Regions from separate parts of the Mus musculus genome. Here regions 1, 2, 4, 5, 6 and 7 are each linked to region 3. Evidence: chromatin contacts called from public Hi-C, HiChIP or PLAC-seq, Micro-C and promoter capture Hi-C data. All regions are on one chromosome and are shown on one strand. Each heading gives the region's core, a stretch centred on a gene start, on an enhancer-like site or on the middle of the called end of the contact. The rest is flanking DNA. Distances are from core to core; before and after follow the strand shown. Region 1 holds the start of N4bp2l1 (NEDD4 binding protein 2-like 1). Region 2 has its middle 15 kb from the start of Gm15411. Region 3 holds the start of Hsph1 (heat shock 105kDa/110kDa protein 1). Region 4 holds the start of 2210417A02Rik (RIKEN cDNA 2210417A02 gene). Region 5 holds the start of Brca2 (breast cancer 2, early onset). Region 6 overlaps Katnal1 (katanin p60 subunit A-like 1). Region 7 holds the start of 4930505K14Rik (RIKEN cDNA 4930505K14 gene).

Region 1 (4,077 bases), core at 1,559-4,058, 960 kb before region 3:
CAAGTAGTTCCCAAGTGTTAGCACACTGCACCTGGTTTCCGTTTGTCCTCTCCATCAAAGTGATCATACAATGCGGCATTCACTGTTTGTCATGCTGGACCATGCAGTGTACGTTTTTATTTTGTTTTTCTTTTGTTTGTTTGAGACATGGTCTCTCTGCATAGCCTTGGCTGTCCTGGAACTCACTATGTAGACCAAGATGGCTTCAAGAACTCACAGAGAACTGCCTGTCCAAGTCTCCCAAGAGCTGAGATTAAAGGTATATGCTACTATGCCTGGCTTATATTTTTTTAAGTCTTCATTTGTGTGTGTGTGAATGTGTGTGTATGTGTGTGTTTTTTAGTGTATGCATGCCACACATATTAGGAGGCCAGAAGGGCTTTGGGTCCTGTTGCTAAAATTTCTTCCCTCAGGGAGACATAAGCAACATCTTTATTCCTTTTCTTCCTGGCCAAACAACAAACTGAGACATGATTCCACCAGAGGTCACTCTGGAGAAGCAGTGAGTTTATTAGGCTTTCTTACACAGCATAGATGAGTGATTACCTTCTAGGGCATGAGTGGTCCTCACCTGAAAGGCCACACCAGAAAGTCTTCACCCAGCAGGGACAGATGAGGGCCTTCCCATTGCTGCATAGATGGGAACCCCTTGTCCCCAGACTGCATGTAGTTAGGACAGAGTTGCATTCAACAGGCAGAAAGGAGCTGAGGGTCCAGTGGCTCTCCTTATCAACCAGCCCGGCTTGGATTTGTGCAAGCCAAACCAGCTAAATACCTCAAGAACGAACGGGGTTGTTTGGCCCAGAGGATAGCCCTGTACAACAGATCCCCTGGAACTAGAGTTACAGGTGCTTGTGAGCCACTTCATGTAGCTGCTGGGAACCAAACACCAGTCCTGATCCCTGAGCTATCTCTCCGTTGTGTGTGAGTGGGTGTGAGTGTATGTGCTCATATGAGGCTGTGCAGCATGCATGTAGAGACCAGAGGACATCAGGGGTCTCCCTTATGCTCTCTGTCTTATTCCTTTAAGAAAGGGTCTCTCACTGAAGCTGGAGCTGCTGATCAATGGGCTCTGCCAAGCCAGTCATCTCCACTCCTCTCAGCACTAGGGTTACGTGTGCAGCCATGCCCTCCTTGTTACATGGGGTTGTGGATTCAAACTCATGCCCTCATGCTTGTACTCTAAGACTCTAGCCTACTGAGCCATCTATCTCCTCAGTCCTTAAACCTCAAAAAACAAAAAAACAAAAACAAAAACAAAAACAAAAAAAACCCCCCAAAAAACCAAAACCAAAACCAAAAACAAAAAATCCACACATTTTAGGGTTTGTTTGTTTTGTTTTGTTTTATTCTAGAAAAACAGGTATCAATGGGTGAACAAGGTTAAGGTCTATACTCAACAAGAAAGACATGACCCCCCAAAATATGGAACACTTCATGAATTTTTGTGGGGCCATGCTAATCTGCTCTGCATCCACTTTAAGGTGCTGCCAAATCGAGCCCTTTAACCCCATTTTGTACCATCCACACCCCAAATGCTCCATGTTTCTTACTGGACAGCAGATGATTGGAATGAAAAAGAAAGTATTTGAGGCTGAGGGGAACCACGTTTGTAAACGTGTGCTAAGGGTATGCTCAGGGTGCAGGAGATTCACTTCCTCAAATGTGAACCCGGACGTATACAAGCTAAAGGTCACTGCTGTTAGGACAAATGTGTCTTCTCCATTCCTCGTGCTTCCTCTTAATGTGCACACAGAAAGAAGGACTAAAGAAGTAGCTTCACTCCGGGAGGGGAATTCCCGGGGGAGCAACCTGACTGCTCCACACCCCAACCCAGGGGAAGTCCAAAGCCAGCGAGATGCACAGGCAGCTGTCCTCCCTCCTTGTACACAGCCCCTTCCTAACGCGCTCATCAGGAAATCTCTGATTTTGACATAGGTTCTGAGTCTTAGAAAGACACTACTTCTTTCTCCACACTTCCTTCTCATAATGCTCATACCTTAGGTGCCAGACACAAAATGTTTTGATTTTTACAACAATTGTAGCCAAAGCCACCAATATCTCAGATTTTCTAGTATGCAAATTTTGAACAGTTTCATTCTGAAAACCAGGACCATTCTATTGCTTCTAAAGGGAAATACTGGAGAGTCACAGCCAGTGGGTGCTGCCAACTCCTGCAACTTGAATTTGGTTTTATATAAATGGTACCATGACAATCTCCCCTGCTATGTGGCAGCGGAAGGTGTTCATGAAGCCTCCTGAGTCCACCCGAGACCCAAGGAGTAACAAGAGACTTAAAAGTTGCATACAGCTTTTAAGGATAGTTTTGGCAGGCCGGTACCGGTACTAAGGAAACGTACAGGACCCTGAAGGAGTGTACCTCAGTCCTTGGGACCCCAGCCAGGTGCTGACTGATTCACAGGCAGTAGGGGAGACAACAGTCTTTACTGTGACTGCTCGGATGCGCTGGTCACATTCTCTAATCTCCCACGGAAAGTATTTACTTTCAAGGTCTAGGCCGGTCTGAAGTGAGATGAGGCAGAGCCGTGGCAGAGGGCTGGGCTTCCACAGTGACTGCAGGGAAACCTCCCACTGTGTCCCCGGGGCCAGGCCCCTTCCCTTGGGAAGGGCTGCGGAAGGCGGCGGGGGGCTGGAGGGAGCGCTGGGGGCTGCGTCACCCACGCTTCCCCGGGCTGTCAGACTCCCCGGCAGCGCCGGGGCCTCACAGGTAGAGACGCCCCCTCCCGCGGTTCGCGGGGCCGGGGAGGAGGGGCCGGGCTCCGAGCGCCCGCCCCTCCATCTATCACATGGCCGGAGAGTCACAAAAACAACAGCTTTGGCCAAGACCGTGACTTCAGGAAGGGAGCTCAGGGCCCTCGCCGCCAGCCCCCTCCCCATGGAGGACAGTTTTCTGGAATCGTTCGGGAGGCTGAGCCTCCAACAGCGGCAGCAGCAGCCGCCTCCTCGGCCGCCGCCCGCTCGGGGGCCACCTCCGCGCCGCCACAGCTTTAGGAAACACCTCTACCTCCTGCGCGGCCTCCCGGGCTCGGGAAAAACCACGCTGGCCAGGTAATGAGAGCGGCCTGGCGCCCACTCGCGCTCCTGCCCCGAGCGGCTCCGCGCGCCGCCCCTGCCCTTGCCCCGCGCGCCCGAGAGCTTTGCCGCGCGCCGGCCCGGGAGGACGGACCTCGGCAGTGCGCCTTGCGCAAGCCCCAAGACGCCGCCGCCGGCCCTTCCCCGCCGCGCCGGGCCTGGTGCCCACCCCTCCACCCCCAACTCCCCGGCAACCTTCGTCCCCAGCCCCGGGTCGGGGAGGCCCGCGGGGACTGCTCTTCGGGAAAAGCTGGTGGTGACTGCAGAGAAACCCGCTCCCCGCCCGCTGGCGCGCAGGCAGCCGCCACGGCGCCCACAGGCGCTGTCACCGGAGCGAGTTCGGGGATGTCCGGGTCGGGGGTCCGCGCGGCGCTGGCCGGGGGCCCGCTTTGAGATCTGGTGGATCGGCGCAGCCTGCGGCTGCTTTGGCGGCTGCGAAGGCGCACAGGTGCTCTGGGGAGGGGGGCGGGGGGCTGGCGGCGCCACCACCGACCGTCACTGACAGCCTCTCCGCGGGCGCCCAAATTCGATCACTCGCGAATTGCGTAAGCGGCCCTTCGGGTACCCGGGCAGAGAGAACTGCGCGGGCTTGCTGCCTGCTGCACCTTGCTAGGCCCACCGCTCCAGCCTGAACGCCCTCCACTTCCTGCCCTGCACTTGGTATTCCAGCAACGTTGGACTGTTTCTCTCTCCTTGCTGGGGTTGAGGATGCTGACCCTCCTGCCTGGCTTTCCCACCGTCACCCTTTGCCCGACTGGTCTCACTAGCCTTTTAAAACCGGTTCTATTACCTCCCCTCGCAGCTGCCTCACCCTGCCGTAGAAGCCGCCCGCCCTTCTCAGCGTCTTGGCTCCTGTTTACATCTCTGTGACTGCGCTTAGGTTTGCACACGGTTGCTTTTGCCTTCTGTGAGATACTTGAAGATAGGGGCCATGTCTTACCCTCCGTGAACGTTATCGGGCACACACTAGTCGATAGAAGCAGT
Region 2 (3,959 bases), core at 521-3,020, 600 kb after region 3:
ACCAGGTTTTAAGTGGAGGTCTTCTAAATTAGTATGCTCAAGGTTATACTGAGTATAAATCTCTCTACATACTCTATAATTTACCTTCTCTTCATGACATGAGAGCTCATTAAATGGTGACAAGTGACATACATCATCACAAGAAAGCACTCGTAATCCAAATCCCACACTGCAGGTTGGGAAGATAATCCACAGAGGGAGGGAGCCTAAGTGTGGTGCAGAACCTAAAACTCGAACCCTAACCCAGGAACTCAGGGGCAGGCAGATCCCTGAGAGTTCAAGGCCAGGCTGGGCTGCAGTAAGATCATGCCTCAAAAGCAGTCATAATAATAATGATGATAATAATAATAATAATAAAGCTATAAAGGACACATTATTCTTTACTTAATTTTTATTTATATACTATAAGTACACTGTAGCTATCTTCTGACACACCAGACACACCAGAAGAGGGCACCAACCAGACCCCATTACAGATGGTTGCAAGCTAACATGTGGTTGCTGGGAATTGAACTCAGGACCTCTATAAAAGCAGTCCATGCTCTTAACCGCTGAGCCATCTCTCCAGCCCTGTCCTTTACTTTCTACTTATGGTTATGTGTGTGCGGAAGAGGATGTCAGATCCTTAGACGCTGGGGCTCTAGGCAGTAGTGAGCAGTCAGATGTGGGTTCTGGAAACTGCACTTGGGTCCTCAGGAAGAAAAACAAGTACTCCTAACTGCTGCATCCCAAAGATGCATTTCTTCTTTTCTTTCCACGATGAATTTATTTTAAGGGTTTCTTACCTGTATGTATGTATGTATGCATGCATGCATGTATGTATGTATGCATGCCTATGTGCGTGTATGTGTAGCATGTATGTGCCTGGTACCTCAGTGACCAGAAGAGGTTATGGGAGACTGGAGTTATGGGAGGTGGTGAGCTACCATGCGGGAACTGGCAACTGAAACTGGGTCCACTGAGCCATCCCTTCGGAGCTGATACATTTCTACACTCCCAAGTATAACCAGTTCCTTTCAATAGGCACATGAACCCACCTTGTCCAAACAGAAGGTTGAAAAATCCAAAGACCGGATGGATTAGTGGGCAGGCAGCTTGTCTCAGCCCTACTCATTCATTCCTTTAACAGATGGGCCAGACACTGGGCTTGGCCCTGGAGCAAAAGAGACCAACGGTCTTCTATCCAAAGCGTCTACGACCTACCAGATAATTCAACACACAATTAAGGGGGGAACACATTGAGAAAGAGAAGTTTAGACGATGCTAAAGAGTGAAAATAATAAGGCAAGCGGCTGGTGGGAGCGTCCTCGGTTTGAAGGGGCCATTCTGAGGAGGACATGGGAGAGCTGGTTCATTTTCAAACTTTTCCAGCAGTCTGAGTACTGTTTCAGTGGTTTGGACAAGAACCGGTCATTGAACTGCGCAGGACCCCCGGCCGCCATCCCTTCAAGACCCTGCAGGTTCAAGTCTAGTTACTTCTTTCCCCAGCTCCTTCCCAGGCCAGGAAGGAACAGACTCTGCGCAGGACTCTCCCCTGTTGTATTCACGCTCTCCCAGGAGCAGGCCTCAGGAGCCAGCTCAGGATGTGGGGTGTTGCAAAGAACAGCGACAGCTGCAGTTGGAGGTGGCTGCCCGGGCAGCGAGCCAGCGGCTGCCACGGCTTTAGAGCCAAGGCCTCCCTGGCCTCCCGCATGCCCCCTGTAAGCGAGCAGCCACAGCGATGGAGTCCAGTGCACCAGCGCACCAGCGCAAAAGGGTAGCTTTCATTTTCTCATTGTGCGCGGTGCTGACGGAGCGCAGGGAAGAGAAGGGCGAGACCGCCTCCCGGGCCAGTCTGTCGGCGGCAGCAGCAGAAACCTCTTTTGCTGACACCGGGGGAAGAGGAAACACGAGTGCCTGGGGAAGCCCGCTAACAACACGGAGCACAGCACAACCCGCGTGCAGGCGTTCAGCCTTCCCCTGATAGATGGCTCCGTCCTTTTTCTGGATCATAGACTCTAGTCCACCCCACACCCTCCAGTTGTGTCAGAGGAACCGAAGGCCTTGCAGTCTACCCCCGAGACACATCCTCAGGCCTTTCTCCATTTCTCCTCACTTCCCTGTGTCTTCTGCCAGTTATAAGAGTCTTGTTCTCCTAGGGCCAGTCTCCCTTAAGTCCTTTAGGGTGTTGATTTCAGGCCCTCCCCAAAAGATATAAAAATCCACAGGTGTTCTAGTTCTGTCTATAAAATGATGGATGTTTGCCCAGAACACACACATGCATCCTCCTGGATATTTTAAATCACCTCTAGGTGACCACAATGCAGATGTTATGAATGTAGCTGTTATATTGTGTTATTTTGTGAATGGTGGAAAGAAAAGGCCTCTACACGTTCTGTATAGATGTCTTTTTGGAAGTGACATAAACTAATTTTGACCCACTAATGGAGAACATGGGTATAGGAATGTCTGACTGATTTATAAAACACAAAATGTAAGCCAAGAGTAGAAGGTGCACCTATAAGCCCAGCACTTAGGAGTCTGAGGCAGGAAGACCACCAGGAATTCAAGGCAAACCTGGGCTACATAGTGGGTTTGAAGCCAGCTTGAACTGCACAGCAAGACCGTGTCTCAGAAAGGAAAACCAACCAAACAAAAAAGTATAGAGCCAGGCATGGTGGCACTTGCAACCGAGTACTTGAGAAGCTGAGGCAGGAGGATTGTCACAAGTTCAAGACCAACCTGAGCTACAGAATGAGTTCCAGGCTACCCTGATTATAGAGTAAGAACTTGTCTCAAAAATAAACAGAAAGACGGAGGCAGGAGGATTACATGTTAGAAGACTGCCTGTAATACAGAGAGAGTTCCAAGCCAGTTAGAGCTACACAAGTGGTGGTGGTGATGGAGGAAGAGGGGGGAGGAGGAGGGGGAAGGAAGAGGGGAGGAGATGAAGGAGGGGAGAAGGGGAGGGGGAGGAAGCAGCTGCAGACACTAAACCCAGGCCCCTGATGGAAATGGGGCCCAGGTTCCCACACAGTCCCTGGTAGGCTCTGCTGAGATGGGAGAGTTGGCCTGAGGGAGTCTCATAGAGTGAGTGTCTAGGGCTAAAGTCTTCAGCTCCTGGCAGCAAGTCAGAGGCAGATGCTTGGTTTCTCCGGGAGCACTCACCTCCTGGGTCCTGCCTAGAGTAGGGAGCACCTCTGGGACCATCATTCACCTAGGCTTGCTGGCTGTGTTCCCCTGGCCCAGCCTGGTAAGGAGCAAGATGGAATTAACCCCTTCCTTCCTCCTGGTTCCTGAAGATGCTAGGGGCCGCCTGCCTGAGTGTCAAAGGGCTATTGTCCTGAGGCTGCCATTGGGTAGAAAACTCTGGGTGGTCAGCTCTGTGATGCTGGGCCACTGGCTTGGGAGTGTCTGTGGTCAGTTTTAGCTTCTCTTTCAGCTTTGTGAGAAGAAATAAGAAACAAGCAAGGACCCTTTAACCCTTGTCACAGGAGGCTAATCTCCCCCCCCCCACATCCCCCCTCCCACTTTTTATAGTTTTGTTTTGTTGTCTTGTTTTGTTTGTCCAGACAGGGTGTCTTAGTCAGGGTTTCTATTCCTGCACAGACATCATGACCAAGAAGCAAGCTGGGGAGGAAAGGGTTTATTCGGTTTACACTTCCATACTGCTGTTCATCACCAAAGGAAGTCAGGACTGGAACTCAGGCAGGTCAGGAAGCAGGAGCTGATGCAGAGGCCATGGAAGGATGTTACATAATGGCTTGCTTCCCCTGGCTTGCTTGGCTTGCTGACTTATAGAACCAAGACCACCAGCCCAGGGATGGCCCCACCCACAATGGGCCCTCCCCCCTTGATCACTAACTGAGAAAATGCCTTACAGCTGGATCTCATGGAGGCATTTCCTCAATGAAAGTTCCTTTCTCTGTGATAAATCCAGCTTGTGTCAAGTTGACACACTAAACCAGCCAGTACACAGG
Region 3 (3,661 bases), core at 862-3,361:
CCCCATGAGAGAGTACACAGGAAGGGCTGGTAATTACCAGTTTGCATAGCCCTCGAATTAATAAGAACAGGGAGAACACACACCCATGAAGTCCAAATTTGGGTGCTGTATTTTATATAATGCATATTAGCAATAAGTGCTAAGATTTGAACCTGACCTAAATCTGTCCAGGTCCACATCTCTCCGCAGTTTATTTATATAAACATATAAAGTATGGGAAGCAAATCAAATAATTTAGAGGTCATCTTTGTTTAAAAAAAAAAGCTATGATTCTAGTAATTTTTAAAAAGTTTTTGGCTGGAGAGATGGCTCAGTGGTTAAGAGCACCGATTGTTCTTCCGAAGGTCCTCAGTTCAAATCCCAACAACCACATGGGAAAAAAAAAAAAAAAAAAAAAAAAAAAACTAAAGGGAAAACTGGTCAACCTCATATTCTGCTGGGTGGTGGTGGCCCACGCCTTTAATCCCAGCACTTGGGAGGCAGAGGCAAGCAGATTTCTGAGTTCGAGGCCAGCCTGGTCTACAAAGTGAGTTCCAGGACAGCCAGGGTTACACAGAGAAACCCTGTCTCGAAAAAACCAAAAAAAAAAAAAAAAAAAAAAAGAGTTTTCATATACTTAAAAAAAAGCCGGGGTGGTGGAGGTTTCAGAGACACAAAATGAAAAGAATGCCAACAAACATATTTCAAATTTAAAAACGCAGCTGCTCTGGGATAGCGTTGGTTCTTCTCCCATTTTAAATAGTTATGCTAGCAGGTGAAATAACTTAAGTGGCAAGCCGATCAATCACCACGAATAAAACTTACTCTGCAATTTGTATAGAAAGCTCCCATTTAAGCAACCCCACTTGTCCTACGGGAAGAGGCATACTTCAGGAGTTAGTTTTTAACCCTGGGCCCCAACTCTTCATTCAATTACACACTTATTTAGCAGCGCACGTTTTAATTGTGCATATTTCCATATTCTAGAGGGTACACACGGGGTTTTCAGGCAAACTTTGACGTTTTTTTTAACGGTACATAAGAATTGAAAGCAGGAGCCAGCAGCATCCACCTCTGCTTTCTCTTCATGGAACCTAAGCTTACTTTCCAAGGAAAGAAAATGAAAGGTTAGATTAAACAAGGAATAAACCATACACCCATTTATTAAACCATATTATTAGCCATTACATTAAATCATAACCTTATGGTTAGGAGTGGCAGGGTTAAACAAAGTCGGCTTAAACTAGTATCCAAAATATGCAAAACCCTGTCGGCAAAACACCAGCAGCTTCCCAAATTGCATAGCAATCAAAAGTTTTCATTTAAGAAGAAGAAGAAGAAGAAGAAGAAGAAGAAGAAGAAGAAGAAGAAGAAGAAGAAGAAGAAGAAGAAGAAGAAGAAGAAGAAGAAAACCCTTCTGTGTTTTATTCTGCAACAATCTTGCCAGCGGACAAATGTCTACAAAATATAAACCGCGTTTGCGGCTTATCCTGACGCCCCTAAATCGCAATCCATTAGCTGTTGAAAAAACAAGCAAGAACGGAACACAGAACAAAGCATACACCAGAGAAAGAGCGCGAATCGGCAGCAGCCAGCTGGGCCTCTTTTTACTGAGCCCTTAAGACAAAGCAGGATCGTGGCACGCACCACGGGCTGGACTACATATCCTAGCATGCAAAGCACCGAGGCCTCACCACTGGACTGCGTTTCCCAGCATGCAAGGCGCTAGGGTCTCCCGGCCAGACTACGCTTCCCGACATGCTCTCTGCCAACAGCAAGTTCGTGACCGGAGAGGCCTGGGGTCCCGGAGTAGTGTGTTCTTTCTCCGTCCTTTCAATAGTTTTTCGGCGTCGGGAGCCGGACACTGCCACCGGAGTCACCACTTAAGCGACAGAAGTTCCCGACCGGTTATTCACTGGAGTCAACTGGAACGAAAACTGCCCCTCAGGCTGGGGAGGGCGGGATGGAGGCCGGGCAAGCTCGGTCAGTTTTAGCCAATGGCGCCCGAGCAGCTGCCCTGTCACCATGGCAACTCAGGCCGCCCGCGGAGGGACCAGCAGTCCATTGGGTAGAATCTTTCTCGAAGGCTCGAGAAGAAGGAAGCGGAAGTGGCACGTGGAGGCGCCGGTGAGTAAAATGCTGCAGATTCTGGAAAGTTCTCCTCAGTAGGCTACATAAGGCTGAGCGATTGGGACCTCCCCTTTTGGATTGGTAGCTGAGCGGCGGCGGCTGCGTGAGAGAGGCGGGCGGCGGAGAGCGGTGGCAGAGACTGAGCGCAGTCTTGCAGGGTAAGCCGGAGGCATCTTCCCGACTGGTCGGGAGCAGGACGAGCACGCAGCGGACCCGAGGCGGAGGCGGACCGGGCCAGCCATGTCGGTGGTTGGGCTAGACGTAGGCTCACAGAGCTGCTACATTGCGGTGGCGCGGGCCGGGGGCATCGAGACCATCGCCAACGAGTTCAGCGACCGCTGCACCCCGTAAGTAGGAGCCTGGGTGGCCGGGGAGGGCTGGAGCTCGCTGCTTCCCGAGGGAGATGGTGGGTCCGGGGATTCCGGGAACCGTGACACCCCGCGACCACCTGGTCCCGCTGGCCTTCCAGGCTCGCCCCCGACTCCCCACTCAGCTTCTTCAAGCTGGCACCGGCTCCCACCTCAGCTAGGATCTCGGCAGAGCCTGGGCAACAGAGCCTTTTCCTCCGCATGGTGAATCTCCAAATGACCTAGAAGGTTCCAGAGCCTGTGCGCCGCTGCTTGCCTAGGGAGCGAGCGGACTGTTGTTAGCGACCACAGAAACACGCTATGGTGGAGGAATCCTCCGTCTCTGCGTCTCATCTACTCCTGATTTGTTAATATTGCCCTAGTGCCCCAATCGCCTTTTGGAAGCGTCCTTTTTAAAGCTCATTGTGAAAAACGTCCGTGAGAGTTTCCAGACCCAGAGTTCGTTTATTTTAACACCATTTAGAGTAAGCAGTACAAATTTAACATTGTTGTTGCTTAACACACTGCTGTGCAAAAAATTCAGTGGGGAAGATGGATTTTTTTGCTTCGGAATTAAATATTCTGCAGCAACGTGGGTGGGTAAACGGAAGCATGGTAAAAAGCAACTTTTTGAGGGGGTTAGTTTCTGAAGGTTACATATTAGAGGCAGTTAGACCTGCGTGTGCCTTCACCGACAACAGCTGTATGCTTTTTAAGGCAATCATTATAGGGCTTTTTCCCCCCATGTGCAAAGTCCAAGATAATAAATGTTAAACATCGAACCCAAAGGTAAAATCATTCCGACCTTATTAGAGGAACATTTATGAGTGAATAGGAGGAAGAAAGCCTTGCTAGGAACTTACTTTCTAAGCATGGGCTCCCTCTCTCACAAAGCCATGGTGCTCTGTGATTCGGCAATTAGTAGGAAGGCTGCCAGTCCTTCTTGCCCCCATCCTGTATGCTAAGCGCTTCTTCCTCTCTCTGCCTAAAAAGAGACAAAAGGTGTGTAGAGGAGAACAGGGAGAGCTGCTTGGGTAGCTGTGTTGCTGACCAGAATTTTTGACTGAGGTGGTTTTTTTACCCTTGGCCAAACTATGCGGTTGAAAATGGAGTTGGCTACTGATTTCTATTACAGTTGTTTGGCATGGAAAATGAGACAATCCAGTCTTACAAGTGTCTAGTCCCTCTGAGCTCAGAATCACGGG
Region 4 (3,797 bases), core at 741-3,240, 890 kb after region 3:
TGGTCTGTCTGTTAACCGTACACGCTGCTGGCAGACGTTATTTAAACACGTCTGGGATGCCAGACTCTTCTTCAGAGCCACCGTTTCGGCTCCATTTTTCAAACCAACTCAATTTAATGGAGGACCGACATTTGTAGCGTCCCTTGTGCGCAGGGTGGCCACTAACCCAGCCACTGTCCGTTAGGTGTAAGTGGGAGCAGATTGACTGAGACTTCTGGGAATGCTGTTTTCTAGGGGGGAAGGGGGGAGAGGTTGTCTATCCTTCTTCCTTCAAGCAGATATGGCGCCTGGGGTGCTCTGCAGGCATTTGGTGGTGGTGGTGGTGGGGGGGGAAGAAAGGTCATGAGCAAGATGGCCAACCAAAAGACATGGGAGATGGTTAAGTAGATTCATCATATCCACTCTGGGGCATCTCCCTTTGGCCTTATCACCTGGCCATAAGTATTCCTGTGTTGTTAAAGCCCACACAGTCAGATTTCAGTTAAATGCCAGAAAATCAATTCTAAAGGACTTGAGACTATTTCTTTATCGGTATGGGTCATACTCACTTAACTAATCCTCGAGGGTTGAAAATGGTGTGACCTTACAAAAAAGAAAGCTTAATGAGGCTTTTATCCACACAGGAGACTATTTTCTGCAAGATAAATTCCTATACTTTTGAGCCTTTGGGTCAAAGGGTAGATGTATTCAGTTTTTTAAAAAGATTTATTTTTAATTATGCGTAGGTGTATGTGTCTTGGGGTGCGGGGTATGTAGGTACAGGCAGATAACTTGGATTCCCAAAGCAAGAGTCTCAGGCATTGTGGGTGCTGGGACCTGAACTCAGTCCTCTGCAAGAGTGGTATATAACCTTAACTGACGAGCCTACTCTCCAGCCATATCTTCAAATCTAATCAATACTGTTCAGTTTCCTGCTGGAGAATTCTTAATGCACAAGGGCAAGGGTCACTCAAATGACGGCTTCAAGACATATAGAATCCAAAGCTTGACTCTTTCAGATCATCTCCTGGAGAACGGTTTTTCTTTTCTTCCTTAGGAATAGAGGGGCTTCAACGGGTCCTTCAACCGAGAACAAGATACGGGAAGGCTTACTTCCTGAGAGAGGGATGTAGGGAAGAAAGACAGAGGCGGAACTGTGTGCTGTTCCTTTCCCAGGATTCCCCTCAGGGTGCACAGCAGGTGGGAATCACAGCTGCTTTCTCAGACTTAGATTACAGTTCCTGCAAACAGACTCTCTTCTTTCCTTTTCTGACCCAGCAGACTGCTAAGGCGATTAAACATATCTCTGCTCTCAGGTACCAAGTGTGGTGCAGCAAAGAGTTGGACATTGTAACAGTTAGAATTAAGGCCCTTAAAAAGGAGATTCTAAAGGGGCTAGAGAGATGGCTCTGTGGTTAGGAACACTGGCTGCTCTTCCAAAGGGCCTGGTGGCTCCCAACCATGTGAAAGTGCCTGGGAATTTCCAGGTCCTGGGAATCTGATGCCCCCTTCTGGCCTCTATGGGTATTGCATCCATGTGGTGCACAGACATTTATGCAGGCAAACGTTCATACACATAAAATAAAAATAAATCTTTGAAAAGAGAGAAAGAGGGGCTGGAGAGATGGTTCAATAGTTAAGAGAATTTGCCATGTCCTGCTCCACACATCCTTCTCTCGGGCTTCTTGACTCAGCTTGCGGCTCTGTGAATTTTCTTCTGCTCGCCCAGAGCTCTGTGGCAGGGGTCACCCTTCCCACCTGCCTTGCCAGGTCGCCCTCCCCAACACCCCCACTGTTGCCCCATCTCCCCTGTCCCCAGTCAGGTCCCGAGTGCTCCCACCTGCCCTCTCTGCCAGCCACTCATACCTTGGACTCTTTGAGGGTGACTGGAAAGGAGAAGCAAGACCGTGTCGTCATCTAACTTTCCTGTGAAACCCGCGCAGCCGCGGGTCCTAGCACAGAGTCTGAGTTCAGAGTTTACAAAGCTTCTGTTAACTGCTTCCTGCTCTTCCAGCAAGTTCTACAAACCGAACTACAGTTCCCTTCAGGCTTCTCGAACTCACTTCCGGTGCTTCTTGCAGGAAGCCCGAGAGAAGGATGGGTGGAGCCCCACTGGGCTTTCCCCAATTCAATCAGTTTATAAACTAAACTTCATTTCCATGGGGGCAGCTCTTTGAGCTCCCCGCACCCGGAAGTCTCCAGTGGCTCCAGAAGTCTCCCTTGGCACTATCCCATTTCCTTCGGCTCTTCAGCATCACACACATCATGCCTTCACGTCTGAGCTCCTCTCCAGCCTGCAAAATGATCAACAGATGGGGACCACTGTGTCTCCAGAGCCTACCTCATAGTAGGTGCTCAATAAGTATTTGCCGCATGAATGGCTCTTCCGGGGTGCGTAGTAAACACTTGGTAAGAGTAAGCTGAATCATCGAAGGTCCATTTCTGTTTAAGCCTTTATCAACTCAAAACAGGAATTTGACAATGACACCCCCTCCATATTGGCTGCAGAACACATCCAGATTAACTGTCACAAAGCGCCACACTCATCAGGTAACTCTAAAGGAAATTTATCCACAGCTTCCCAATAAATTCTGAGCAAACCTCCCGCCCTCTGTGGCTGGGTCAGGGCCTACAGAATTTCTGGCTTGGAGCCTGGGGTTGTGATGTCAGCCTTCAGGGTTTCTGAGAGCTGAGTGTCTGCCCAGTGCTGTTTGTTTGCAGAACTGGCTCCCTCTCCTAAGCGCCCTGTTTGCACAGGGGTGTTTGCAGCTAGCCGCAGCCTGTGATTAAATCGAAAGCGGCTTGGTGTTTGAACTTGGTCATTCCTGAAGGTCACCAGTGGGCGGTCTCCAGGAGGTCAGCAGCTGCATGCACGAGGCCTTTCAATGACCCCTAATTAACATCTGTACTTGGGAGGACAGAAAAGAAAAAGAGGTGGTGTTTGGCATGTGTCTGGGTGGCTGAGTTATGACACTTTCAAACTTTAAGTGGTTATCTGTCTGATAATTTTTTTTTTTTTTAATGAGGAAGCCCGCTGTCCTTGGGCCCAGAAATATCTGGGTCTGGCTTTTCTAGACATACAAGGTGCTGTCTCGGCAAATTGTGGCTGTAGCTTGTGCAGATGGGAGGTGACACACCACTGGCTGCTTTTCGGCCTTGGGTATAATTGTTGGTGCGGGTGTTGTCTATGGCCCTGTTTACAAGCCTCTGGCAGCCCCTGGCATTAAACACCCCTGGGCGCTTCCTCTGCCAGGATGTGTCCATCTGGAAACAGGTGGGGGAATTATACCTTGGCAACACACACACACACACACACACACACACACATACACACACACACAAGGCCTAGCTATTTAAGCTCTTTCTTCTACCGAGGAGGAAGTCAGGTGATAGCACAGACCTTTTGACACCGGCTCTCCGTCTGCACTCAACAGTGAGTTTGAGCAATTTCTGTAGCTTGTACAGCCTCTAATTTCTCCATCAGTCCGCTGCAGATGATACTCGTTGTGAAGCTATTCCCGGGGAGTAAAGTACAATGGCTTGGACTAGTGTTTGCCTGGGACATGGGAAGAGCCGCCATTACCGATACCCCTCGGGGAGACAGAGCTGAACTGTAATTGGGTTTTAAGTCTGACTGCTGGTTCCGAATGGGGAGGGGGCATAACTGTGCTTACAGCCTCCGATGAGACGTGTCTGTGTGCCAGGTGTGTGCCGATAGCAAAGACTGGTTCTCAGGAGCTGCTGGGACCTGAGGGAGGAATAGACGTGTTTCACCTGTATCTAGAGCCACCCCACCCCATCCTTGGAGGGGCTTCTAG
Region 5 (4,097 bases), core at 1,447-3,946, 890 kb before region 3:
TAAAGGTTTATTAAACAAGATTATTAGTTTAATCTTTTGAAAGTGCACTAACGTTTGTATAATTTTACAAAACTTACAAGGAGATAAGAGTTTAGGTATATTATGTTTCTAACCTTCTTAATAATACTCATGATTCAAAGTTAAAAAAAAAAAAAACCCAAACTACTCACAGCAAGCATGTACTTCATAGATAAAACTGAAATGATTATGAAAACTCCATCACTATGACAAATCTTTGAATATGGGCCAGAGTTTCAAATAAACATGAGAAAGATTCTTACATGGCAACAACAAAATGTCAAACAGGACCCAACCACCCTATATAGCTGTTACCCACGGCATAGGGGGGTTCAATATATTTTCATAATTAGAGCATGGTGTTCTTTGTCCTTTTCACAATGTCAACATCTGTACAACAAGGAATGAGGTATGTAAACACCTGGTGCACCTACATGACAGAAGGCAGTGGACCCAACTGCACTAGCACTTAACATTGCCTAGCAATCCACAGGAGAATGCCAGGGACTCACTAACAACGTAAAAGGAACAGTATGAAGCTCATGCTCCAACCTTCTCATTGCCGTGTATCTGATGTGTGCACATGGAATCAAGAGTCTACCTTCATGTTGCTTCTGGCTTAGAAACTGGTCATCAGACCTATGTAGCACACACTTTCACCCACTAAGCCACCGATGGGACCAAGCTTTAATTCCTTAGCCTGCCTTTTTAATCCTTTCTGAGAAACAAAATGCATGTAGCATTTTTGCAGACAGAAGTTTGGCAGGCATTTTCTCTAGAATGAAGTGGGCTTTTATAGTAAAGACAAAAGTGTGTTGCTAATGATGAGATGTGAGCTTTCAAAATGAAATTAACAATTTCTAGAGAACTAACAGTAGCTGACTTCTTCCAGACTTCAAAAACTTATCAGATCAGTTGTAATATTAATGGATGTGATCTTTTTCATGCACTGTCAATATTTATTTATGATATCTAATTCAGAGCCTGGTGTGGCTGTTCACACTGCAATCCCAGCACTCAGGAAGGTCACTGCAAGTTTGAAACCAGCCTGATCTACATAGCAAATCGTAAATCAGTCATGGTTACGGAGCAAGACGATGTCATTTAACAGAGAAAGCTAGGGTTGGAGAAATGACTCAGTGGTTAAGAAGCTCTTGGGTTAAGAAGCTCTTGCAGAAGACCCAAACTCAGTCTAGCATCTACATCACAGCCCACAACCAACCTGCAACTCCAGCTCCAGGGGACCTGATGTCCTCTTCTGACTTCTGTAGGCACCGACACACACAGAGCAAATACACAAACACACTCATACAGCTCAAAACAAAATAAGTCATAAAAGGTTTGAAAAGTGTTCATCACTAGCATCACCAATGCTTCTGATTTGCTCGTAGCCCTTTCAAAACAGTTCTTTCCACTGGAAGTCAAAGAGTTAGTTCCCCATCAGTTTAGGTATTCTACATCATCTGATTGACCAGGAAAAGATTATGTTAACTGGATCTGACTCCACGACCTGTTTACAGCACAAATCACCTTCAACTCCTGATCCTCCTGCCTCTACCTCCCAAAGGTGAGATTACAGGAATCAGCTAATGCCTGCTAAATTGATGCTGAGGAACAAATGCAGAGACCAGGGTCACTTTCATCCCTCTTTTGTGTTTTGTTTTTAATTAGGTCTAAGCTCTGTTGCTCCTGACATCCAGGAATTCCCTATGTAGCCCAAGTTGGCCTTGAACTCATTTAATCCACCTGGCTCAGTTTTCTGCCTCAGCTTCCATAGGATTATAACCTAGCTCAAGTAATTTTTTGTTTGTTTTTCTGAGACAGAGGCTCTCTATAAAGCCCTTTATCTCTCTCTTTAGACTAGGCTGGCCTCAAACTCAGAGAAGTCCACCTGCCTCTGTCTCCCAGGTGCTGGGGTTTTTGTTTGTTTTTAAAGCAAGCATTCACCTTGACTTATTTTATTGAAAATATTTTTTTAATGGGACTTAATTTACCAGGTTTTATAAAATTCCTCAATACCTGCTGTGCTGCATCTCGCCTTAAAAATTTCCCAAAAAGTTGGTCTCCTTTTGTATTCAACGGGCATTTTCTCTACAGTATTTCTCCGATGCTCGGTAAGGAAGTCTGCAAAAGAGAAAATAACAGACACTGCACAAGCCTGGTTTCTTGTGACAGGTAAAACCAGAATCGCTTGGAAGCTTATCCTACCTCAGGCCTATCTTTTGGGACAAGAGCAGAACTTATCATGAAGATGGGGACAGTTTATAACTGTGCTTCCAACCAAGTGGCTACTAGATACATCACAGCACCCGAAAGTGGCTATGGTGGGAGTCAATGACAAGACAAACCTAACGTTATTTAGAATTATTCACATTGACTAATCAGGGAGCCGAGACACACACGTTAGGTAATCCGGCGACTGCAGAACGGGGCAGCTACCGCGGACTCTGGACGCGCCGGATCCCTCTGGGAGGACGCCGCGGGCTGCACCGGGGCAGCTGCTCCGGGTGGCCGTGAAGGAGGTCGACTGGCTCCTCCGGGGTGTCAGGCGCGTCCCTCACGGCCTCACGACCCCGGAGCGCACGCCCGCCACACCCGGCCGCACCGACCCGCTCCGCTCCCGCAGCGGTAGCTGACTGACGGCAACGCCTCACGGCTCCCGCTCCCGCGAAAAGCCCGCGCTCTGCCCGTGACGTCATGACCCCGCGACGGGGACGCGGCGCGAGTGCCACCGGGAAGTCAGCGAGCAGCTCCTTCTGTGCCTGTTCCCGGCTAGCATGTGCTCGCCCATCCCCAGCCGAATTCCTTTCTTCCCCTCACGATATGTGTGTGTGTCTGTTTCCCGCTGTGGCCTAAAATTTTGTTTATACTTTCTTTTTCTGTATCTTCGGGGTTCTTGGAGTTCTGTTTACTTTAACCCTGAAGATAGACTTGGAAGGGATTCTTTGGATCTCTTTACCCTCTTCTCAATGTCGTCACATTAAATAAATCTTTCAGCTTTACACTTTTAATTTGGCGCTTTTAATTGTCTTATTGAGGACGGGTGGTAGGACCTGGGCTCAAGTGTTCTCTCTCCTTCTCCCCCTCCCCCTCTTTTCTCTCTCATACACACACACACACACACACACACACGCACGCACGCAGTTAAATAGCAGTCCTGCAATATTAGTACTCCTTTCTGCAGGTTTTAGGATGCGATCACCGTATTTCCCGACTTTTCCAGAAACTGGCCTAGAAAACTGAAACATTATTACCTCTCCCCTGAATTTACTGAGTAACAAGCCCAGTGCATGGCTTACTGTAGGTTTGTAGTTTGAACTTTAGAAAGCCCTCGACTGGATCCAACAAGAGATCTTAGAGGCCTTGCTGCTTCCAGAACATGATTAAGCAGTTAAAAGGTCCTCTTGGATTAGAAAAACAATGACCTGCGGTTGGGGAATCTGGCTCAATAGTAGAGACTCTGGGTCTGGGTTAGATACTCAGCACTACAATAAAGACGATTGAGAAAAGTCTGCTTGGTTTATTGGTATCAATTTTGTCTGGTAAGCTGTAATCCTTAGTTTTAGCAAGAAGTATCACTATTGTAAAAAAATACTAAAACTTTTGATGTAGGTCTGCTTAGCAAAGAAGAGGCCTATGATATTATCTAGTAATAAACTACTGCTTGCTGAACGTTTCTAACAATACTATGAAGTGTTTAGCATTGTCCAGTGGGTAAAAACTAGCCTGGTAGACGTTCTAAATTTAGATTCAAATCCATTTGGTTTTGTTAGCTTGTAAAATGAGACAAAGGTGACATATGTCTTTAATCCCAGCACTTGGGAGGCAGAGGCAGGCTGATCTCTATGAGTTCGAGGCTAGCCTGGTCTACACAGAGAAACTCTGTCTTGGAAAAAAAACATATTGGGGCCAGAGAGACAGCTGAACAGTTGAGGGCACTGGCTGCTCTTCCAGAGGTCCTCAATTCAATTTCCAGCACCCTCATGATGACTTACAACCATCTGTAATGGGATCTGATGCCTTCTCCTGGCGTGCAGATAGATGTACATGCAGACAAAGCACTCAAACAATAAAATGCA
Region 6 (3,625 bases), core at 631-3,130, 730 kb after region 3:
CTCCATCACTGTCAAGTTCTATTTATACCCTCCAAACATCATGCGTTCTCTACCACTCTTGCCTCAGCTGACACCACTCTGCTAATCAGCCTGAGTCCAAGGAGGCAGCAAGAAACTACAGCACACCACAAGTTTTTTGGCACATTTCTCTCTATGGAGCTCGGACAAATGCAGCTCAACTAGGCAATGTAAGGTGGACCAATGCACGTGTGTTGTTAGCAAAGAATCCTTCATCACGTGTCCTTTCACGTATTTGCTTTAGCAGACCGTCCTCTCTCCTGTGTCTGCTTCAGCTAAACGTTCCTTCACGAGTCTGCCTTAGCCTTTCACCTGTGTCCACTTCAGCTAAATGTTCCTTCACGTGTTTGCCCCAGCAAAACACCCTTCAACACAACTGACTCTCCAAAGAACCCATAAGTTTCCACTTCAAGAAACAGACATTTTAAGGTTGTTCTTTAAATGATGCAGTAGGTTATGGACTAACACCAGTGCCTGTGGTGTTACACCCATTCCCTTCACATTCTGGATTATATTACCTTCTGGAATATGGGATGGCCTCTGATTTCAGGTTATTAGGAAAACATAGGTAAAGGGGTGAATTGTCTCAATAATAAATGGTATTTACTGAGTTCTGCACATGGTTTATAATTTAATCTTCACCGCCTCCCACGAGCACAGCCACTCCAGGATGAGGGCTGGGACTCAGGTGGGGTTGTGCAGCAGGCACTCACCTGAAGTCAGTGAACGGGTCCAGAAAGACGTCCTAAAATTTTATTTGGATATTTGAGACATGCTCTGCTGTGAAACCTGGGCTGGTCTCAAACTCATGCTCTGCCTGTGGCAGTTTCTCCAGGTCTGAGATTCAAGCAGGTACCACGTGTGCACAGCTAGATGGGAATGGCAGGGAGTGACAGACTGGGTTCAGGATGGAGAGAGTGGTCTACAGTTGGTTCATCTGGTCCCACTGACAAGGGGAGCAGAGGCGCGTGGTTGGGGAAGCCCAGGCGTCTCCATTAGTTATTTACAGAGAGTGGCCAAATGCCTGTGCTACCAGGAGGGCTGTGCTGGCTGCCATGGTGGAAAGACAACGCTTGGGTGAGAAGCATTGCCTAAGGCCAGTGCCCTTCAGGTCTCAGTGCTGTTGTGGTGATGCTGATGCTATGGAGCTGATGCTGATGCTGTGGAGCTGATGCCGTGGTGTAGACAGAAAGCTCAGTTGGAGCAGGGTGGCAAGCGCAGAGGGCCAGCTTCTAGTGCAGGTACTGCTGTCAGTTCACAGGAAGGTGAGAGTCCAGATGTCAGAAGGGGGAGAGCATCCTGTTGGGCTTTGTTCTGGGTTTTTGAGGTTTCATTTTTTTTTAGGTAAGCTCTCTGTAGGAAACGTCTGTCTCCTGCTACAAAATATTTGAATCTTGGAAATCTAGGTATTTATTACTGCGTGTGCCCAAAATCTTTTAAGATTTATTTTTGTGTTATGTGTGTAAATGCTTTACCTTCTTATATGTCTATACACCAGTGACCAGAAAAGGCGTCAGATCCCTGGGAACTGGAGTTACAGATGGTTGTGAGCTGCCATGTGTGTGCTGGGAACTGAACCAGGGTCTTCTGCAAGAGTGACAGTGCTCTTAACCACTGAGCCGCCTCTCCAGCCCCCTAAGTTTGGCTATTTCTATGTTTTAGAAAAGGCAGCTGAAAATAGGCATTCTAATTCATTAGAGACAGAAGCAGGAGAACTGCAAGCGATGCAGAGTGAAGCCGGAGTACATGCACTTCCACACTTGCATGAAAGCTCTCTGCCTCTCTGCTTTCCCTGGTGGTTGCTGTCTGCTGCTGAGTGCCACCTATGGGCAGGCATTCTCCTCAGCTCCTAGGAATCCTGGATTCCCAGTCCCCGCAGCGTTGAGTTGAACTTTTGGCTACACTGAGCAACTCACTCATGTGATAACGCCTCCCACAGCTGCTGGCTTCCCTCCTCACCTTTGTGACACTTGCTGTTGGCTGTCTCAGTTGGAACTCTCCTCCCTCTCTTCTGACTTCGCTGGCCTTTACAAGGCTCCATGTCCTTCTCTTCCTTCTGTGACTGTGGCCTCTTCTCTTGCGTCCTCCTCTTGTGTCTAGCCCCAGCCCCCATGCTGCTCCCGATGCACTTGAGCTTGACATCACTGGTGCCCACCGGATGCTGACAAGCAAGAAAGGTCTTTGCCATGCAGTGCCTCCTGTTCTGGGAAGTCTGCTGCCTTTGCACAGCAGACCAGTGCCAGCTCTGAGGGCAGAGGGGGTCTCCTCTTAGCTCTGCCCCTCAGGGGCCCCGAGGACAAGTTGCCAACTTCATCTTCCCTCTGTAAATGGAGATCATTGTGGCAGTCACCCCGTGCGGAGGCTGTAAGGGTGAAGTGGCTTAGTGCCTGGAGAGTGTGAAGAGCAGCATGGCCCGGCAGGGGGCCAGGACAGCTGTGCAGCTCCCCACGACTCTCCAGCAGCTCACGACACCCTTCCTTTGTCTTTGCTCAGAGGATTCCAGAAGTCCAGCCTATTCTATCCTTTTGTACAGACTACAGGCATGCCTATTGTTCACCCCCCCCCCCCCCCCCACACACACACATCCACACCCAGACATGCCCCTGGGACTTGATCAAGCTCGACTTGCATCCCCAGCACCAAGAACAATGTGTGGTGCAGAGTAGGTTCCAGAAGTATTTCCTGAAGGGATGTGCGCACACCCCACTCCGAGTCTCTGCCCCTTATTCTCCCTTTCTGCTTTGCTTTCATCCCTGCTGACAAGGATTTGGTGGTTGTCACAGTGACGGTCTGCTAGTGATAAGCTATCAGTTTTTATTTTTAGAATATCCATCTCTTCTGTCGCTCTTTAATGGTAGTTCAGTGTAGACTACCAGGCTGGTATTTATTCACTGTGCCCTGATGACTAGCTAGCTAGTTGCTCTGTGGTTTTGAAAAACGGCATGCTAGTACACTGTCAGTCTTTTTGACCATCAGGGCCAAGATATGTGGCACTGTGCAGCCCTATCAAAACCTCTTTTTAAAGAGGCCCCCTGAGTCTGTTGCTTACACAGCCTAGAAGTTGTCACAGAGTCCCCACAGTGAAGCATGACATCGTGCAGTGATGCGGCAATGGACAAAGAAATACAGAGTGGAACCAGGGTGTCCTCTGGGACGCTGGCAGAGTCTGTTACACATGTAATCTCCAACTGCAGTGAGGTGGAACTGAAGACGTAGAGAGCACACGCATGCTTCCCACAGGCGTGGGGCTTGCCACAGATCCCACCGACAGCTGGTTGAGCACTTCATCAGAACAGTGCGTGCCAGGTCAAGCTCTGCCGCAGCCCTCGGAAGGCAGCGCCTGAACAGGCTAGGAAGGACTCTTAGGTCATACATAGCTCACCAAGCCAGATGCACGCGCTTGCTCGAAGAAGACTGGGGGGGGGGGGGCGGGGGAGGCTTCTGAGCAGCTGCTAAGTAGCAAGCCGAGTCAGGACTGCCTCAGGATTCATGGCAAGGCCTCCCAGGCAAGCCCAGCAATGGCAGAACCTGCAGGCAGCTGTAGGGGCTGGGCTCGCTGATGGTGAGCAGAGGCTCCGTGCTGGAGCAGGGTCTAAAAAGCTGGACC
Region 7 (3,656 bases), core at 658-3,157, 860 kb after region 3:
TGATTGGCTAGAGTATTAGGGGCTACCTCAGCCATGAAGCTGTTCTGCTGCTTCCTCTCCAGGGTAGACAGAACTAGCTTCCAGAACCTTCCTCCTGGAAGCTGATCTTGTCACAGTGTTACATTTAATGAACACCACCGTGTATAACAATATTTTTTTTAATGCAAGGAACCTGGGCTGGCAAGATAGCTTAGCGGTTAAGAGCACTGACTGTTCTACCGAAGGTCCTGAGTTCAAATCCCAGCAACCACATGGTGCGTCTGATGACGGCTACAGTGTAGTTAATTATAATAATAAATAAACCTTTGGGTCAGAGTGAGCAGGGACTGAGCGAGCAGAGTTGACTGGAGCAAGCAGAGGCCCTAAAAATTCAATTTTCAACAACTACATGAGGACTCACAACCATCTGTACAGCTACAGTGTATATATATATATATATATATACATATATATATATATATTTGTATGTATATGTATATATTAAAATATATATTATATATATATTAAAATAAATAAATCTTTAAGTCCAAGTAACCCAGAAATTATATATATATATACATATATATATATGTAACCCAGAAATATATATATATTAAAATAAATAAATAAATCTTTAAGTCCAAGTAACCCAGAAATTCTACTGCCAGAGATGATTCTGGAACTTTCCATAAGAGCATGTAAGGCAGGTGTCTGTGACAGTACTGTTGATGTCACAAATGTCCCACCCCTCCATCAACAGAAATGGCACTAAATAAACCATCTTGTTCTTACATGTGTTTTTACATATATGTATATGCAGTGTGTGTGTGCTTGTGTGTGCATGTCTGTGGAGGCTGGGATTGGCATATATCTCCATCTATCACTCTCTCTTCCTTATATATTGAGGTGAGGGCTCTCACTGAACCTGTAGTTCACTATTGAGGGTAGTCCAGCTGGCCACCTTGCTTTCCCCGGGTGAGGTGGCCACCCCATGTAGCTTTTCTGTGGACTCTAGGTATTTGAACTCTGGTCCCCAATACTTCTAGGGCAAGCACCCAACCTGCTGAGCCACCCTCCTTGTCCTCTTATGACTTTTGGAAAAAATTTTAATCATTTCATTTGCCGTGATAGAGACCCCAAAGTTTCCATAGGATGAACAATTCACACAGTATCAACAGGGGCACTCCCTGTGGTGGTTTGACGGAGAACGCCCTCCATGGGTTCAGTATTTGAACGTGTGGTCCCTAGTCGGAAGAGATGTTCTGGTAGATTTGGAGAGGTTTGTCCTTGCTGGAGGAAGAATGTCACTGAAGGCCAGCTTTAAGGTTTCAAAAGCCTTGATCCATTCCCACTGAGCTCTCTGTTTCCTGCCTGTGGTTTAAGCTGTGAGCTCTCAGCTCCAGTGTCCATGTCTGCCCACTGCCAATCTTCCCTGCTGTGTTGATGATGGATCTTACACCTCTGGAACCATAAGTACAAATAAATCCTTCCTTCTCTAAGGCACCTTGGTCCGGGTGTTTTATCACAGCAACAGAGAAGTAACAAAATGTGCATCTTTTTCATAAAAACGTAAAGCAAGTCTTGGTAAATGTAGAATTTTTTTTTCCAATGGAAAATGTACTGTAATTCCTAAGCAGAGACATTCTAGAGAAGGGGGAAGAGCTCTCACCTTCCAATCGACACTCTTCCATGTTGTCAGGTCAGGTTGTGGAGAGCTGGGGTCCTGGGGTGGAATACTGGAAACCGGTCTCTTTGTGGTTGGGGCTAAGAAACAAGATGGAAACTTCTAGAAGACAGGCCCTCTCTTCCCTGGCTCGGCTGGTGAGAAGATATGATGACTGAAGGGCTCAATGTGTTGGTACACGTGAAACAAGACCCCCCAGTCATGTAGTAGAAGATGCGCTCAGGGGTGTCCAGGGTGGTGTGGTGATAGCCACACTGGCGTATGACATCACAAGGCAGGATGGCACTGTCTGTGATGGATAGCAACAGGGACCCTGTGACATCACTGGTCTACACCCAACCCAAAGGCTCACTGAACTCCTCAGTTATGAAGCCAATAAATGCTCTGTGTTGTTTAAAGCCGCCTGGGCTGCATCCGTCACTCGAAATATTCACCTGACTAGTGAACCTCCATCGAGTCAGACAAGCCGAGCGCCTCACAGCCCTGAGATGCCTAATGTATAAGATGCTTAATGATGTTTCTGAGATAAACCCTGCCTGTCACCCTGGGTTGTATCTGATTGCCCACTATATCTCTACCTCTAGAAATGAACTGTCAACTGAAGAAGTGTGTCCTTGAGGGACGCTCTCTCTGTTAGCGTGAGAAAGATGCTTTGCCTCGACGCTTCATCACGGAAGCTGTCTTATTTCGACACACTGCGGATGAGGTCTACACCCTGCATGAGCTAGGCGGGAGCTCTGCTACTTAGCTCGAGCCTCAGTCCAGTCATGCCACTCTTGAATAAATTTAGTTACAGTGGGTTGATTCACTGAACAAACCCGGATTATCTGTTAAATTGCAAGAGATGTCTCTTGATATGCCTCGACCTGTTGTAACTAAATTTATTCAGGAGTGGGTTTGTTTGGTGAATCATTGATTTGACAAATATGTGTTGAAGGCGCAGCATGAGCCCGCGCCTCATCGGGAGCTGGGTCCAGACACAGTGGCCAGCGCTGCAGGCACGTTCTTGGCTCCGTGAAGTTAGCAGCTAAAACAACAAGCAATAGCCGCACAGTTATAGACTCAGATAAGTGTGTGAAGAATAGTACTGGGTGGATAGAGAACACAGAAGGGCTTTCTCATTTCTGTATAAAGGTTAAGGCTCACCCAGGAGGATGACTCAAAGCTGAGAGTTGATGGATGAGCTGCTGTTAATGGGGCAGAACGGTGATATGAATGTTCTAGGCAGGAGACACTCATGAGCAAAGGCCCTGGGGCACAGAAGAGCTTGGCTGATGACAGAGCCTGAAGCTATCAGTGTAGCCCATGGGGTGATTGACAGAGCCAGTACAGGGACTCTCTCTCTCTCTCCCTCTCTCTCTCTTGGTTTTTTGAGACAGGGTTTTTCTGTGTAGCCCTGGCTGTCCTGGAACTCACTTTGTAGACCAGGCTGGCCTCGAACTCAGAAATCTGCCTGCCTCTGCCTTCCAAGTGCTGGGATTAGGGCCACCAACGCCTGGCTGGGGAGCCTCTCTTAAGGAGTCCATAATTCATGTCTAGAGAAAGGGTACCACTGAAGGTGGTGCCATAGAGCAATGCAGTGGCTTTCGTAGAGAAAGGAGACTCACAAGGCTGAGGACAGAAACCATCATTGGTTAGGGGTGTGGCAGAAATGAGGTGGGCTGTGGGCTCAGACAGTGGCTGCAGGGGAGAGAGTCGGGAACATTTGAGACACAACTTTGAAATGGAATCTATGAGACGTAGGGGACAGTTTGTGTGTGTCTGTCTCTGAGTCTGGTGTGATATCTCACTGTGTGTGTCAATGTGTCTGGTGTGATGTCTCTGTGTGTGTGTGTGTGTGTGTGTGTGTGTGTCTGGTATGTGTCTGTGTGTCTGGTGTGGTATCTGTCTGTGTGTCTATGTGTCTGGTATGGTGTGTGTGTGTGTGTGTGTGTGTGTGTGTGTGAGTGAGTGAGTGAGAGAGAGAGAGTGTGTTTCTATGTCTCTGTGTGGT

The links. Promoter capture Hi-C pulls out the DNA fragments that hold promoters and counts their contacts. Hi-C and Micro-C count contacts between places; a contact is called where the count stands out from the background. HiChIP or PLAC-seq counts read pairs in DNA pulled down with a chosen protein or histone mark.
Region 1: a Hi-C map of B cells shows a contact between it and region 3, with 7 read pairs. The contact joins the promoter of N4bp2l1 here to the promoter of Hsph1 in region 3. A contact is called at or near these places in 1 of 39 promoter capture datasets (pre-B cells) and 1 of 484 Hi-C or Micro-C datasets (B cells).
Region 2: an H3K4me3 HiChIP or PLAC-seq map of embryonic forebrain shows a contact between it and region 3, with 4 times the contacts expected there. The contact joins the enhancer-like site here to the promoter of Hsph1 in region 3. A contact is called at or near these places in 5 of 39 promoter capture datasets (the 3T3-L1 cell line, the HPC-7 cell line, cranial neural crest and 2 more), 1 of 484 Hi-C or Micro-C datasets (cortical neurons) and 2 of 115 datasets of contacts at active chromatin or transcription factors (the SCID.adh cell line and embryonic forebrain).
Region 4: a contact with region 3 is called in a promoter capture Hi-C map of hippocampal neurons, with 4 times the contacts expected there. The contact joins the promoter of 2210417A02Rik here to the promoter of Hsph1 in region 3. A contact is called at or near these places in 8 of 39 promoter capture datasets (the 3T3-L1 cell line, the HPC-7 cell line, embryonic stem cells and 3 more) and 1 of 115 datasets of contacts at active chromatin or transcription factors (pancreatic cancer cells).
Region 5: a contact with region 3 is called in a Micro-C map of the G1E-ER4 cell line, with 3 times the contacts expected there. The contact joins the promoter of Brca2 here to the promoter of Hsph1 in region 3. A contact is called at or near these places in 2 of 39 promoter capture datasets (HPC-7-derived erythroid cells and pre-B cells), 3 of 484 Hi-C or Micro-C datasets (all in the G1E-ER4 cell line) and 1 of 115 datasets of contacts at active chromatin or transcription factors (memory CD8 T cells).
Region 6: a contact with region 3 is called in a promoter capture Hi-C map of 3T3-L1-derived adipocytes, with 2.5 times the contacts expected there. The contact joins the enhancer-like site here to the promoter of Hsph1 in region 3. A contact is called at or near these places in 5 of 39 promoter capture datasets (the 3T3-L1 cell line, 3T3-L1-derived adipocytes, frontonasal cranial neural crest and 2 more), 1 of 484 Hi-C or Micro-C datasets (cortical neurons) and 1 of 115 datasets of contacts at active chromatin or transcription factors (the SCID.adh cell line).
Region 7: a contact with region 3 is called in a FOXA1 HiChIP or PLAC-seq map of pancreatic cancer cells. The contact joins the promoter of 4930505K14Rik here to the promoter of Hsph1 in region 3. A contact is called at or near these places in 2 of 39 promoter capture datasets (hippocampal neurons and stem cell-derived epiblast-like cells) and 1 of 115 datasets of contacts at active chromatin or transcription factors (pancreatic cancer cells).

What each region holds. Positions count from the first base shown.
Region 1 is chr5:150,593,256-150,597,332 of GRCm38.p6, reverse strand. It overlaps N4bp2l1 (NEDD4 binding protein 2-like 1), which reads left to right and starts at 2,808. Exons shown (of 5, transcript NM_133898.4): 1 at 2,808-3,069. The coding sequence starts at 2,897.
Region 2 is chr5:149,029,287-149,033,245 of GRCm38.p6, reverse strand. No RefSeq gene overlaps it. Among named protein-coding and RNA genes, the nearest start is that of Gm15411, 15 kb to the right of the region's middle. Within about 2 kb of position 1,770, at least 348 of the 459 cell types and tissues checked have an H3K27ac peak or open chromatin away from gene starts, as enhancers often do. A contact at or near this core is called in the HPC-7 cell line, the SCID.adh cell line, cortical neurons and 2 more, where this site is marked.
Region 3 is chr5:149,634,765-149,638,425 of GRCm38.p6, reverse strand. It overlaps Hsph1 (heat shock 105kDa/110kDa protein 1), which reads left to right and starts at 2,111. Exons shown (of 18, transcript NM_013559.2): 1 at 2,111-2,456. The coding sequence starts at 2,350.
Region 4 is chr5:148,740,033-148,743,829 of GRCm38.p6, reverse strand. It overlaps 2210417A02Rik (RIKEN cDNA 2210417A02 gene), which reads right to left and starts at 1,990. Exons shown (of 2, transcript NR_028285.1): 1 at 1,846-1,990; 2 at 691-1,095.
Region 5 is chr5:150,521,220-150,525,316 of GRCm38.p6, reverse strand. Brca2 (breast cancer 2, early onset) reads right to left here and starts at 2,696. Exons shown (of 27, transcript NM_009765.3): 1 at 2,421-2,696; 2 at 2,038-2,142. The coding sequence starts at 2,104.
Region 6 is chr5:148,907,941-148,911,565 of GRCm38.p6, reverse strand. The region is part of intron 3 of Katnal1 (katanin p60 subunit A-like 1); the gene reads left to right. Among named protein-coding and RNA genes, the nearest start is that of Katnal1, 19 kb to the left of the region's middle. Within about 2 kb of position 1,880, at least 124 of the 459 cell types and tissues checked have an H3K27ac peak or open chromatin away from gene starts, as enhancers often do. A contact at or near this core is called in 3T3-L1-derived adipocytes, the SCID.adh cell line, cortical neurons and 1 more, where this site is marked.
Region 7 is chr5:148,776,214-148,779,869 of GRCm38.p6, reverse strand. It overlaps 4930505K14Rik (RIKEN cDNA 4930505K14 gene), which reads right to left and starts at 1,907. Exons shown (of 3, transcript NR_131106.1): 1 at 1,649-1,907.